3 separate regions of the Mus musculus genome follow, and regions 1 and 3 are each linked to region 2. A link is a contact called in public Hi-C and promoter capture Hi-C data. All regions are on one chromosome and are shown on one strand. The core of a region is the stretch at or near the end of the contact, and the rest is flanking DNA. Distances in the headings are between cores, read along the strand shown.

Region 1 (4,391 bases), core at 1,474-3,973, 620 kb before region 2:
TAAATACACACACACACACACACACACACACACACAAACCATACAACACAAAACCACATTATGTGTTAGGTCACATCAAGCAAATATATAATGTAAGGAGCCCTTCTTGTTTGATGCCTGACCTTGAACTAAATGCAGTAGTTTGCCTTCAATAAGGCCAAAAGGTGCTTACAAAACAGCACTCCCCATTCCATCTATTTTGCTAACATCACTGGAAGACATAAAAAAGAAAGAAGTAAACATTTATTTTTCAGCAAATACTTACTAAAAGGATATACAATGCTATTAGACAACATAAGGCCTTTCACATAAAAATGTGCTCCATACAAGAGACCACCAAAAACAATGTAAGCAGACTAGTAAAATATTGTACATTGTGGTAAGTACCTCATATGAAGAAAAGACAGCAAGAAGATAGAATGGTTCTAAAACAAACCACAATATTATAGACACACTATTCAGGGCATTTAAGACATTTGAACTGTTTGTATACCCACAATCACATGTCACTGTATACATCTTTGTTTCGCATAAAGCTCTCATTCATATTTCTGCATCATTATATATGCCTCATAGAAATACATTTATTAATGCCTCTTAACTAACAAACAGTAAATTTGCATAACTCACTGACAGCAACAGAGGTCATTTAAAGGCATAGCTGAAATGTTTTAAGTTAGAAAGAAATGCAGCAGACCTGCAAGTCAAATCAGGCAGTTAAACCTGAGTCACAGTTACTACTATCTATTTACATCACCAGAAGGGTGGCATACTATTGTACTGCAGTTATTTTGTATTCAGTACCCAAACTTTTATAGAAAATTAAAGACAAAGAATATGGAGGTATGACGGAAACAATAAATACAAGAGGAAAAGGGAGGGGGTGTTGTTGAACCTTCTTTGAAATAAAATGACAGGAGAGAAAAATAACTTTCCATTATTTTCCGTAGAAGTCAGGAAGACAGCTCACAGGTAAAAGCAATCGTTACATATGCCTGAGTTCCATTTCATGAAAAGCCACATGTTGTGGCTCACATATGTAATCCTAACCCCCATACTGGAGATGAATGGTTGAGGCAGAGATGTCTAGAGACCCACAGGCCAGGAATTCACAGCACAGACAGACTCTGTACTATTGAGGTACAAAATGAAAGCCAACTTTCAAAAGTTTTCTTCTCATTATGTACCCTCACAACCAAAAAAAAAAAAATTACAAAGATAAATTTTCCTCAGAGCTAGGCATGAAGGCACACACACACCTGCAGTAAGGAGGCTGAAGCAGGAGGATTGTAAGTTACAGATCTAACATAGGAAGACTGTTTAAAAACCACAGTAGTTACCACACACCCCAAAAGTGATCATAGCGAGGCCAGAGAAGGGCAGGAGAGTCTAAGTGCTGTGACGGGGACTCCCCTGAGGGATGGAAAGGACCAGGAGGTGGAGCCAAGGAAGCTGAGGAAGGTGATCAAAGCTGTTTGGTTTGTAATTTCTCCACCTCAACCGAAGGCTGTAGGGGAAGCAGGAGTCTTCTACAGAGCCCTGGTACAATTCTAAACAAATGTCAAACTCATGTCATGCATCATAACATAGTCCCCTTGCTACAAGTTCTCCAGGTGACAGAGTCACAGACACAAGCTCAGGTAGGAGAGGAGTGACAGAGGGGAATCAGTGCAACAGCTCTTGGCAAGCAAGCCTGGCTCTCTAGGCCTCTGCTCCCCTTGCCACACCATAGCATCCCTATCCACAATAACATGTGAATTACCTGCCTCAAGAGCAGTTTGACACATCAATCCCTACACCTTAAGAAAAAGTCTAAGTTAACGAGATGATGTAAATCAGACTGCCCTGGACCCAAACACAGGTATTATCACTCACTTCTGATCAACAAACATGGAGGGAGGGAGGAAGGAAGGGGCACGTGGGGAAGGTGATAAGAGTTCTATCTTTTTTTTTTGTCTTTTGCCAGTGGGCTCTTCTATGCTTTAGACATAGCAGGTGCACAATAAATACTTCCATATCATATTCTTTTCATCTCAATATTTCCTGTGTATTTACCAAGATCGAATTCTCTTTTACATTTTTTTCCTGAAAGAAATATGCATGTGGCAGATGTTTAACAGCTATATATCAACAGTGAATGAAATGATGTAAGTACATAATTTGGTTATAAAGTTTATAAAGTGCTTTAAGCTGACAGAAATCATGCATATGTAGACTGTAAATGGACATAAAACATAAAATATCTCTGTAACAAAACTATCCTTTTTTTTTCCCCTTCTTGATTCATCACTCTCAGAGGAGGGGCTCCCTTGGTATTTCCTCCTCTATAAGGTAGTTGGCACCGTACCATGCAACAAGAAGACGAAGGGTGTCTCTGTTTAGAGGACACAAATGCCCAGGCAGGTCAAAATGGAGACTTGACTTCCTGTCCTAGGAAATACAGTTCACCCAAATGTGTTCATAAGTGGGCTGCCATCCATGACAACTGTACCCAGAGACCAATGCTCAACAGCGGCACACAACGGCTAGCAACTAGGAGATTTTGATTTAGTTCATAGTTTTGTAAAAGGTAGAATGAAATTTCCAGAGTGATCGGGATGCTGCTTTCTGGGGGAAGTCTCCCTCTTGCCTTCCCCTGGAGCTTGGGTATAGGACGTGTCATGGTGCTTCTGAGTGGGCTCCTGCTAGTGGTGCAGAAGCTGGTGACAGAAACAGGTAGGGACAATGGCACAGCTGCTAATGGGGACATTTAAATCAGCTCCTATTCTTCCCCTGCCATCATGCAAAGCCCCTTTACTGCTCTAAAACAAATACAGCTTAATTCTATTTCCTGCCTGCCTTTGTATAATTTTGACATGTCCTCAGTCAAACACGACCCAGTCCTTCAATCAGGCCCTATTTTTCTAGAGATGAGGAAACAAGAGGAAGCGAAAGCAATTATTGAAAACTCATAAGCAGCAGCTTTAGCCTAATTACCTTGACTTTCCTTTTTAATTTTTCTATCGATTGTCTCCTGCTAATATGTGAGTATTGACTGAGCTGGTGGAGCCTGGAGCAGCCACGATAAGAGCAGATGCCACGGGGAAGCAGGATGTAATTAGGAGGCCCTGCACTCCGCTTTGGAATCACACATGCACAGGCAAGGCTCTGGTTGGTCCCTCTTAAGCAGGGAAGCAGCTTCCTTCAGCATGGCTGCTGTCTGCTGTGTCTTTGCCACCAGAGGGCAGCTGGGAAAAGGAAAAACTACTCCATGTTCTTTGTCCCTCTTTTGAGTTTAAAATAATGTGTTTCTCATATTTCTCCACACATTATCTACCAAAACTCCCTGGTCTATATAACTCCAAGAAGATGAGGTGGCACTGTTTTGAGTGGCAAAAAGTATCCCCCCCCCTTTTTTTTTTCAAATGCTACTGGATCAAGCCTCATCTTAAACAACCAAGTAACCCTGGGTGGTTTATCTGAATATTCATGTACCATTGACAACCGCTCACAACTCTGGGCTTTTTTTTTGCTTGGAGAAAAACAAAAGTTTCTTAACAAAAGTTTCTTGCTTTAGTGTATACAATTTGTTTTTAAATTATATCTGTAAGGTAGTGTAAACATGTTTTAAAATATATCTAAGTTTTCTCTAGCAGTAATAATACTTTGTCATCTTAAATTGCTATCACAGTATGTGTGGCTCACTATGAGAAAACACAGTTTAATAAAGCTGTATGCTAGGTTTTATAGGGATCAAGATGACCCCAGTGAACCAAGGTGTCATGTTTGGTCCTGTTTTATTTTATCTTCTTTAGAAACCCTGGGAAGCAACCAAGTAGTAACAATTAGCAATGCTTAATGGACTTTGAATACAGCTGCGAAAACTGTTAATTAAGCAAAATGTAAGCATGGGTGAAACTCTATAGGAATGGAAAGAAAAATATGAATGAAAAAACGCTAGGCAGAAACATGAAGAAAAGTGGAAGGCTAAAGACAGACACAGCATAGACAGAGCTGGGAAATGAGAGTCTTGAAATGTTAACACAGCCACAGGAATGACACAGGAATGACCAAGGTGCATCCATTATGAAGTGACAGTTATACACACAGTATGGACATTTAGTAAATAATAAACTCATTTATATTAAAATAACCTCACGATACCTGAGGGAATCAATGTAGTCCCCAAGTCACAGGCATAAGGATATCACCCATCAGATCAGCAATCACAATTCACTAGACGGTACTGAGAAACAAACTCAGCCTACAGTGTGAATAACTGATTAGAACTGCATCAAATAATGCCATAGGTGTTCATGATACAGATTTCAAATTGGATTTATTGAAATGATGTTTGAAGTAGCTGGCATAATACTTAAGGTTCAAAAGCTGGAGAACATCCTAGGACTTTA
Region 2 (4,734 bases), core at 1,372-3,871:
TATCTGGAAATGCTGAGTCATGTTTATCCATTTATCAATAAGTGGACATTTGAGCTATTTGTGATGCTATTCCTGATGGACTGGATATCTTCATTTCATTTCTGGCTTGCTAGTTGTAGTGTATAGAGATACACAAGAAGTTTTTTGAACTTATATTCTGAAACCTTGCTGAACTTTAAAAAAAAATTACTGTTTTTTTAGTAGATTCTTTGAGATGTTTTTCTATTTATAAGATCATGTCATGTGTGATGGAGGCAGTTTTACTTCTTTCTTTCCATCTGGATGTTTTTATTTTGCTTACAGTCCCCGTGTTACCTCTCTCTAGTCTGCCGTGATGATTCCGAGTTCAAACTCATTATCCAGGCTGCTCTGCTTTTCCTCTTGTACTGTGAATTTCACAGTGAAACTTGAGGACTTGATGCCAAAAATAGAGAAAAGGGAGAGAGAATCTAAGAGGTTCAAGTTTGAGTTTTGTTTTTCATTTGAGCCAACCTATGTTTTTGGCTTGAGAATGCTGCCTTTGGAGTAGATGGCCATGAAGAAGCTATAGACAGAGCGAAGGGGAGACCATTGGTTCTCAAGAGTTTAGGAAGAGATGGTAGGGACGATGTACCTGGAACTGGCCTGGGGAGAACTGTATTGTCACTGTGGGTATCCCCCAACATCCCCATAAGATACATTAAATTTTTTTTTTTGGTTTTTCGAGACAGGGTTTCTCTGTGTAGCCCTGGCTGTCCTGGCACTCACTTTGTAGACCAGGCTGGCCTCGAACTCAGAAATTCGCCTGCCTCTGCCTCCCGAGTGCTGGGATTAAAGGCGTGCACCACCACGCCCGGCGATACATTAAATTTTTTAAAAAGAAGATCTACTTAGTGTTGCTTGAAACACACTAGGAGTTGGGAAGTATTCTGGGTCCTTTGCTGAGGAGAGCACCGGATGCTTTTGGTGCTCTGATGGAAGGCATCCATTGCCTTCTCAGCCTTGGTCTTCATCCTCATTAACAAGTGTTATTTGTATCTCCTCACTCTCCGTATGGAAGCCTCTAATTTTGTAAATATAGACCGAGCAACTGCTTTATGAAACACCCTTCAATACACGCCGTCTATGGGGTAGGAAGTGAGGTGATTGTGTTTATGGATGGGGAGGACCCGATGTAAGGAACGGCAATCCCTGTGTATCTGGGTTCTCAAGAGAAGCAAGCTCAACTGTGATGTAATGGGAGGACGCAGACAGGGGCAGGCAGTTTCAGAACTGCAGGAGAATATCATGTGATTTAGAGCACATGTGTTGAAAAGAACGACACAATGAGATGAAGGGCACTGCTGCTATATGCTGGGATATAGCAGCGGGAGGGACATAGTGTCTTGCGCTACAGATTCTGACATGCTGACAAATAACTGAAGCTCAAAAATATTTCTTCAACATTGTGGATCCCTTTGGCCTAGGAGGATGCCATGGTATGCTGTATTCTCTGTCTTTTAATGTTGAGAAGGGCAAATTGAAAAAGGTATTTTTGTTCAGCTAGTTCTGTCCCCTCCCCTCCCATCCCCCTTCTGCCCCACTCTTCTTCTTCCCTCTTGTTTTTTCTCCTCCTTCACATAGCTCAGGCCTGGGGCATTGCATAGACAACTGAGCTACATCAGTAGTCCCATCCATCTAATTTCTAAATGAAAGGGTATTTCTCTGGCTCCATAAATCTAAGATCATACTGTACTTTTAGCAACAGTGTTTGACAGCAAACAAACAAACAAACAAACAAAAAAGCAAAACAAAAAAACCCTAAAATCAACCAAATAACCAAATAACAACAAAACTGAAACTGTGTGTGTGGTTATCCTAACATTTTTAGACTTCTTGGAGGTAAAGTACCAAGCTAGAAACTTTCCAAAACAGATCATCTCTACTTTGTCTAACGCTGCTATAACTCCTCCATGAACGGACCATTTTCCTCTGTCTAATCATCCTGTGATCTAACTTATGTAAGTGAATAAGAGACACAAACACGAGAAGCAGTGTTCTGTCTGTATCTTTGTGTAAATAATTTTTCCTGTGCATTTTTGCATGTAGATTTGAAAGCCCTACATTAAAAGTTGCATTTCATACAGACTGACAAATACCAAAGTCATAAGATAGGAACATAGGCATATGTAGTCTCGGCCCCTTTAAAAGACTAAGTGGCAAAATGCTAAGTTTAGTTGTTACAGGTTTGTGAATTGGAATATACAAGTTGTTTGTTTAGGGGAGTGCATCTTCCATATCTAGCTTTGAGAGCCTGTATTTACCTAACTTACCTAAGGTTCTAGAGTCAACTGCAAAACAAGCTGGTTGGGTGAACCAACTTTTTTGAAAGTAGACCAGAAGGAGGCCTTCAGGGCTGTCAAGACTACAACTCCCAGAATGCTCGGTTCACTTTACAGTTTAGGGAGTGAGACCTGTCACAGCACCTATCGCTCCGGATCGAGACTACAATTCCCATTATTCTCAGAGGCTCCGGAAGCCCTATTAAGCACCACCTGTTGCCATAGCATCCGGGTCCAATCCAGCCAATCCTAGTGCACCTTCTGATAAGAGGCGGGCAGTTTGCTTCTCGGGCTAACCCGAAGCGGCCTACTTCTGGCACGTGACCGGAGGAGGCGGGCTTTTGGGACCGGCGCCTTCTCCTTGCTTCTTTTTTGGGGTCGTGGCCTTGCTCCTGCCCTGCAAGAGAAGCGTCCAGGGCTTTCACGCGCAAGTGTGCGCGTGGGTCCTGACGTGCTCGTAGGTCCACGCTCCAGACTCTGCGGGGACAGAAGCAGGAGCCATGGGCGGGACCGCTAGCACCCGCCGGGTCACCTTCGAGGCGGACGAGAACGAGAACATCACCGTGGTGAAGGGCATCCGGGTGAGTGCCGTGGGCGGGCGGAGGGCAGCCTTTGACCTCGGATCCCAACGCTGAAATGTGCCTGGGACAGCTGCACCTGCTTTCTCCGCTCTCGGCCCGCCCTGCTGTCCCGCTAGAAGTCTGGGTCTCTGGGAAGAAGCTCGTAGTTTCAAGACTCCGAACCTCCATTCAGAGAAAGTTCTTGGTTGTGTGCCAGGAGCCATGCACTGTGCCGGGGTGGTGGTGCCGGGTCACCACGGTCGTCCTTGCTCACTAGTTGCAGGACTTTATTAAAACTCTTGCTTCACTGTGCTGGTCCGTGTGCCTCCTGTACAGGACCCAAGCCCTTCTTTTCCACGCACAGTTCTTTCTCAGAGTGAATTGGTGTTTTAAGGATTACTCTTCTTTGCCTCTGTTATTCCCTGCCCCTCTTCTGGTATTACCATTCAAGTCATTCCTGACCCTGCTGCTAATTTCTGGCTTCTGGCTCTTTCCCTTCCACCTGATAATTTCGTTTTCCCAGGCGCCTCCCCTGTGGTTTGTTGGCCCAAGTTATGAACCTGACCCAGTTGGACTATACAGGCCTATAACTGCCAGCCTGCTAGGGGCGGAGGTCGGTTTGCAGGCCTTCAAGGTTGTAGAACTGAGACAACTTCTAAGGGATCGTTATAGAGACTTATTAAATGCCCTCTGCATGTACTTGATACATGAACTGAAAACTTGAATTTCCTCTAGGGCGTTAGTATACACACTAACAACTTTAATATTCTCCTTTGCCTCGACTTTGGAGCTTCATGCTTTGGGAAGTACACTTACTTGTATCTAGTAAATAGAGCACTATGACTTCAGAAGGTTTTAGAGTACTTTATATTTTCTGTCTACTGCTTTTACACAACTACTCTTAATTAACTATGTAAGAGTTACAAGGAAATAAAAACTTAAAAACATTTCAACTGCTTGAAAACTTTTTCCTTTGAAATTTGTTACTTTGAAAAGAACTTATTAAAGTTTTATTGATTAGAAACCCCAGACTGTTGAACTGAGTTTTTGAGTCTGTGACCAGCAATTCTCACTCTACTAGTGATAGAGCCCTTTGCCTGCTGTGGTTTAGTTGGTAGTTTTTGTAGTAAGATAAGAATTACTGCATACTTGAGTTTTGTACAGAGGTGGAGGGAAAAAAAAAAACCAAAAAAGAAAGGAAAAGAAAGTCGATAAAAGGCTTAGAATGTTGAAAACTTAAAAAAAAAAAAAAAAAAAGGAAAGTAAATTTCAGATGAAAAAACTGTTTAGAACAATGCATTAAGTCTTTCTCCTCATGTTTCATCACAGACAGGCCAGTGACACAAACTGTATGAGTTTGGGCACAGCATAGAGATTTAGATACAATATCAGATAGGGTAGAGTGATAGGCAGGGCAACAGGGATATGTATTCCATTCAAGTGATAAGATTGTTTTAAAGAGCTTCTGTAAACTTTAAAAACAAAACAAAACAAGAAAAACCCAACTATGTCTTTCAGCCATACAACTTGACATAAATTTCCTTTTTCAGATACATTTTATTTCTGTTGTTACAGTCCTGGCCCAGGCAGGCTTATTTTGATTTGTACGCAGCTCTTCTTCAAACACCCTTGGCAAGGTTCTCCTCTGCTTCTGGTCTTTTCAAGGATTGCCTGTAATCTTCTCCAGCGTTCTCTCCTTCAGTTTTCTTGTTCTTCAGACTGGTAGAGCTGCGTACATCTCTCGGATCTCTATTGTTTTCTAGCTCACAAGTCTCGTGGGCTTCTTGACACGGTCAGATTGTTATTTTTTTATTTTTTATTTTTTGTTTTTGTTTTTGTTTTTGAACAAAATATAGCTTTTTTGCAGCTTTTCT
Region 3 (4,419 bases), core at 435-2,934, 870 kb before region 2:
GTCATATGAACCTGAGATGAGATAAACTTAACCATGTGGCAGGCCTCAGACTAGTTTAAACAGAATAGCTGAGTTATCAGCTAGCAGAAACAAGCCAAAGGGTCTAGGCATTTATTCATATATAAGAAGTCTCAGAGTCTTTATTTTGGGGAACTAGGGTGTGGGTGGGCTTCAGAACCACCTTGGGCCTCAGTCCTCAGGTGTCTCTAACTTCCTTTTGGACAGATGGAGCTTATTAAGTGAGGGGGATTGGACTTAGCCTCAGGAATTTACCTATCTCCTCTTCCCCAGTGCTGGGATTACAAGTGTGGGCTACCACACTCAGCTATTTTTATACGGGTTCTGGGGACTGAGCTCAGGTACTCCTGCCTCAGCCACTTATTGGATGAGCTGTCTCATTGGTCTGTGTTTCTGAATTTTAAACATGTTAGTTTCAACACTAAACTTTTATTTATAAAACAAGAAGGGGGTCAGCTTCCAGCTTCCAATTTTTCAGTAAGAATTCTACTAAAATCAATAAGTGATAGTTCTTGGAATTTTTACATAGAACAATGTAACCCAGTCCTTTCAGGCAGAAGAACAGCCTCACACGGAAGGCTAACTTAATTTCTTAAGCACGAGACCAAAGAGGCACCGAAGGATACATAAAGACAATCTGATGGGAGATCTTGGGCAAGTTATTTCTCATTTCTATTCCCTGGGATCTTCATTGCATAATAGCATCTGCCATCTATGGTATTCTCTGAGCAATGCCAGTGCCAGCAAATAAGCAACAGTGAACAGATCCATTGTCTGCCAGGAATTGGGAGGAACCCCAAGTTAGAAACTGACTGTATGCTATCACGACAAGAAGGAAATCTTATTTAACTAAGGCCTTCACACGTGAGGCATGTCTCGGAGAACTCAGACCTTAATTAGAGGCAGGCATTTTTCTGGGGAGATTATGAGTTCTCATTGTTTTCAGGCGCTCTGGAGGCTATGCAGGCTGGTGAGGCATGCTCACCTGCATCCAAAAAGCCCCAATTAAACCATTAATTAGAGACCAATTAGTTTCTGCAATGTATGAGATCTACTCTAAGTATAATAAACTTAAGAGAGGCAAGACCAGAAGAAAACGGTATAGGCAGAAATGGGTAGCAAAGTCAAAAGAAGGTTAAATTCAAGAAAAGTAACATTATTTAAATAATGTAATAGACGGTCCTTAAGAAAACACTCTTGGATATCAAATTATACTCATTTTTGTTTTATCACTGACTTTTATTAACAGGTACCTTTTTTTTATATCAGGCAGTAAAAGCTATAAAACCCATCACTTGCCTGTTTTTCCTGGCTGCCAGGAGTCAGAGCTAGCTTTATTATCACCGCTGAATTAAAGCTCCTTCTCAGAGCTTCTAGAGGTCATCATTATTAAAAGAATGTTTGGCAGAAGACTGGCCTCATGTGACCACAAATCCAAACAGAAACTGGTCAGATGAAGCCCTTTAAAGCGAAGCTTGCAAAAAAGGTTGGGATTGGAAGGGCAGACATGACTGGTGGCAGGATAAAGCTGGTTTCAAAATGACTGCGGAAACAGATGCAGGGAATATTTTGTTTCTGGCCGAGCAAAGGAGTCTGCAAGGGGAAGCAGTCAGTGTTCAGCCCAGGCACTGAAGTCTTCAGTCACAGGTCTGTCCTGACAGCTGTGGGTGCTTCCAGTAGGTGGCAGCACGGCATCGCTAATCCTATAGCAAGCTATGCCCCGGTCACTCCAGGAAAACTTAACCTTTTTGCAAAAAACCAAAACAATGTCCCTCTGCAATAAGCCTGTAGAAGATAAGTATACACAACAGCCCCCAAGGGAGGAATTCGACATTCTCAGTCATGGCCGAGGGCATTCCTAGACTTAGCAAAGTACAAAGGTCAAGGATGAAGCAGGGGTCCCACTTAGCACGTTTAGTTTCTGGGCTGGGCTCCTGGTACCTCGAGGAAGAATCTGGGTAGGCGAGCTCACGTGGGATGTGGGTGACTTAAAAAGAGACATGGCTTTCATTCATCCTGAAGGAGGCTGATCTGTGCACTGACAGGGGAAGTAGCATTTCTACTCAGGTAGCAGCATGGCTGTGTGCTCTGTGCTCTGCTGGCTTTATGCATCACCATCTTACTGCCCTTGGCCTATGGACCCTTCCTTTCCGAGGTTGGATGGCTCCATGCTGACGCTTCCCCAGGTCTGTTTGTTTACTCCCACCCTTTCTGTTAAGCTTCCTGTTGTGTCTTAGACACATCTGCTCTGAAGTCCCACAGGCATCTTACACATATCCTCACACTGTAGCCCAGTCCTCCCCGTTCCCCTACCTTACTTGCTGATTCTGTGTGTAGATGCTCCAGGGTCATCCTTAACTCCCGTTCCTCTGCCTCTGACATTCAACCATTACTTAAGTTGAGCTGGTTTTTAAACTCCGTCTTACTTCCCATATCTGTTTTTATTCCTGCTAGCTCTGAGCAGAATCATGACCACACCTTCAGCAATCACTTTACAACTGAGAACATTTACAACTGAGGTCCTACTCAGTTGGGGCTACTGCAGTGAATGCTATAAAAAGAGCCCTTGCCTATGGAGGTCCCATTCTATTGTGGGTAGACAAGGTGAACAATCAGATATAAAATAGGTTAGGTATATGATAACAGGAGATAAGTGAGGGCAAGGGAAATGATGAAGGGGATGTTTCGAGTTATAGGCAAGAAAGTGGCACCCACAGCTTACCACAGGGGATCTCACTTCCCCCAGACCTCATCTTTCAGGGTCCCTCACTTTCTGCTTGAATGGCTCTTCCCCAACTCTGGATAAATCCACTTAGTATTTAAATTATGCATCACTTCCTTACAAATTCTTCCTTGATTGTTCACCTCTCAGGATGATTAGGGAAATGTGAAAATGCGTAGGATATTTCCTTGACAAAGTTCTCTATTAATGTGGTATAAAACTTGAGCTACTCATTTTCTATGACAAATCATTTGGGACTTTTAAAGCTTTAAAGCTCAACATAAAAAAAACTTACTGCAATATAATTCAGCTACCATACAATTTCCATATTTGAAGTATAGAGTTCAAGATCATTTAATATATCCAGAGTTGTACAGCCATCTGCAAAATCTATTTTAGAACATGTTACTCATTCCCAAAAGAAATCCTGAGTCCACATCTTCATTTTCTCACAAGCTCCAAACAGTAAGTAACTGCTAGCTCTGAAGATTTGCCAATTTTTGATATTTCGCACAGAGTCACATACAATGTAGCCATTCATGGCCAGCTTCTTTAATTTAGCCTCATGTGTAAAGGTTCATCATATATTAAATTTCATATTATGGCCACATAATATCTATTGTATGTATTCACATTTCATTCACCCATCAGTTAACACTGTTATAAAATTTGGGTAAAACTTTTTTAGTGCATTTATTTTTGATTTCTCTTGGGTAGAATCTCTGAATCATATGATAAGTCTATTTTTAACTTTTTGAAGAAGGGATAAACTGTTCTTCAAGGCCACTGTACCTTCCATTTTCCCACTAGCACTAGTTCCTCTATATTCTTATCAAAACATAAAATTATTTTTATTTTATGTATATGGGCATTTGCTGGCATGTATGCCTGCACCTTGAGTGTGCATTGTTCATAGAGGCTAGAAGAGGGCACTGAGTTCCTTGGAACTGGAATTACAAATGGTTGTGAGCCACTATGTGGGTGCTTGGAATTGAACCTGAGTCATCTGGAGGAGCAGTCAGTGCTCTTAGCCAAAGAGCCAACTCTACCCCCCCCCTTTTTTATTTGGACTGTGCAGGCAGGCTTATCTCAGTGTGGTGTTGATTTTCATTTCTCTAATAACAGATTATGGTGAGCATCTTTTCATGCTCACCATAAATCATCCACATGCAGATCTTCATGGCATAAATGTCTTTGATAACATTTTAACAGATTATTTTTAAAAAGAGGTTTTAGTCACACAAAGTTGAAAAAAGTAAGTTAGTATAAAGTTCTCAAGTAACTTATATTCATTATTCCTACTAACATCTTATATTAGTATGGCACATTTATCACAACTAATGAACCAACATTAATATACCATCATTATCTACAACCCAACTTCATCCAGACTTCCTTCATTTTTACTGCACGCTCTTTCAATTTTGGGACCCCATCCAGGATAGGAGAGACAATTAGGTGTCATGTGTCCTGGCTGAGATAGCTTCACCAACTATCGTGTTTGTTTGGTTTGTTTTTAATGGCTTTTATACTACGGAGGAGTGTTGGTCAGGTATTTTATAACTATCCCTGCATAAAAATCTCTGATGTCTTTCTTGGAGAAAGAGCTCAGAGATAAAGAGACAATTTCATCACGTGGTATCAAGGCTCCACATTGTGTACATGTTCATGAGTGCTGA

Evidence for each region. Promoter capture Hi-C pulls out the DNA fragments that hold promoters and counts their contacts. Hi-C and Micro-C count contacts between places; a contact is called where the count stands out from the background.
Region 1: a promoter capture Hi-C map of hippocampal neurons shows a contact between it and region 2, with 3 times the contacts expected there. The contact joins the enhancer-like site here to the promoter of Chchd3 in region 2. A contact is called at or near these places in 3 of 39 promoter capture datasets (the 3T3-L1 cell line, the C10 cell line and hippocampal neurons) and 1 of 484 Hi-C or Micro-C datasets (the N1E-115 cell line).
Region 3: a Hi-C map of cortical neurons shows a contact between it and region 2, with 2.3 times the contacts expected there. The contact joins the enhancer-like site here to the promoter of Chchd3 in region 2. A contact is called at or near these places in 9 of 39 promoter capture datasets (the 3T3-L1 cell line, 3T3-L1-derived adipocytes, the C10 cell line and 5 more), 3 of 484 Hi-C or Micro-C datasets (the C10 cell line, bone marrow-derived macrophages and cortical neurons), 6 of 115 datasets of contacts at active chromatin or transcription factors (the SCID.adh cell line, T-cell acute lymphoblastic leukemia, bone marrow-derived macrophages and 3 more) and 3 of 9 other capture datasets (adipose tissue, embryonic stem cells and liver).

What each region holds. Positions count from the first base shown.
Region 1 is chr6:33,680,758-33,685,148 of GRCm38.p6, reverse strand. The region is part of intron 10 of Exoc4 (exocyst complex component 4); the gene reads right to left. Among named protein-coding and RNA genes, the nearest start is that of Gm38785, 240 kb to the right of the region's middle. Within about 2 kb of position 2,723, at least 64 of the 459 cell types and tissues checked have an H3K27ac peak or open chromatin away from gene starts, as enhancers often do. A contact at or near this core is called in the N1E-115 cell line and hippocampal neurons, where this site is marked.
Region 2 is chr6:33,058,147-33,062,880 of GRCm38.p6, reverse strand. It overlaps Chchd3 (coiled-coil-helix-coiled-coil-helix domain containing 3), which reads left to right and starts at 2,621. Exons shown (of 8, transcript NM_025336.2): 1 at 2,621-2,881. The coding sequence starts at 2,801.
Region 3 is chr6:33,927,191-33,931,609 of GRCm38.p6, reverse strand. All of the region lies in intron 17 of Exoc4 (exocyst complex component 4), which reads right to left. Among named protein-coding and RNA genes, the nearest start is that of Gm13853, 63 kb to the left of the region's middle. Within about 2 kb of position 1,684, at least 48 of the 459 cell types and tissues checked have an H3K27ac peak or open chromatin away from gene starts, as enhancers often do. A contact at or near this core is called in the SCID.adh cell line, T-cell acute lymphoblastic leukemia and cortical neurons, where this site is marked.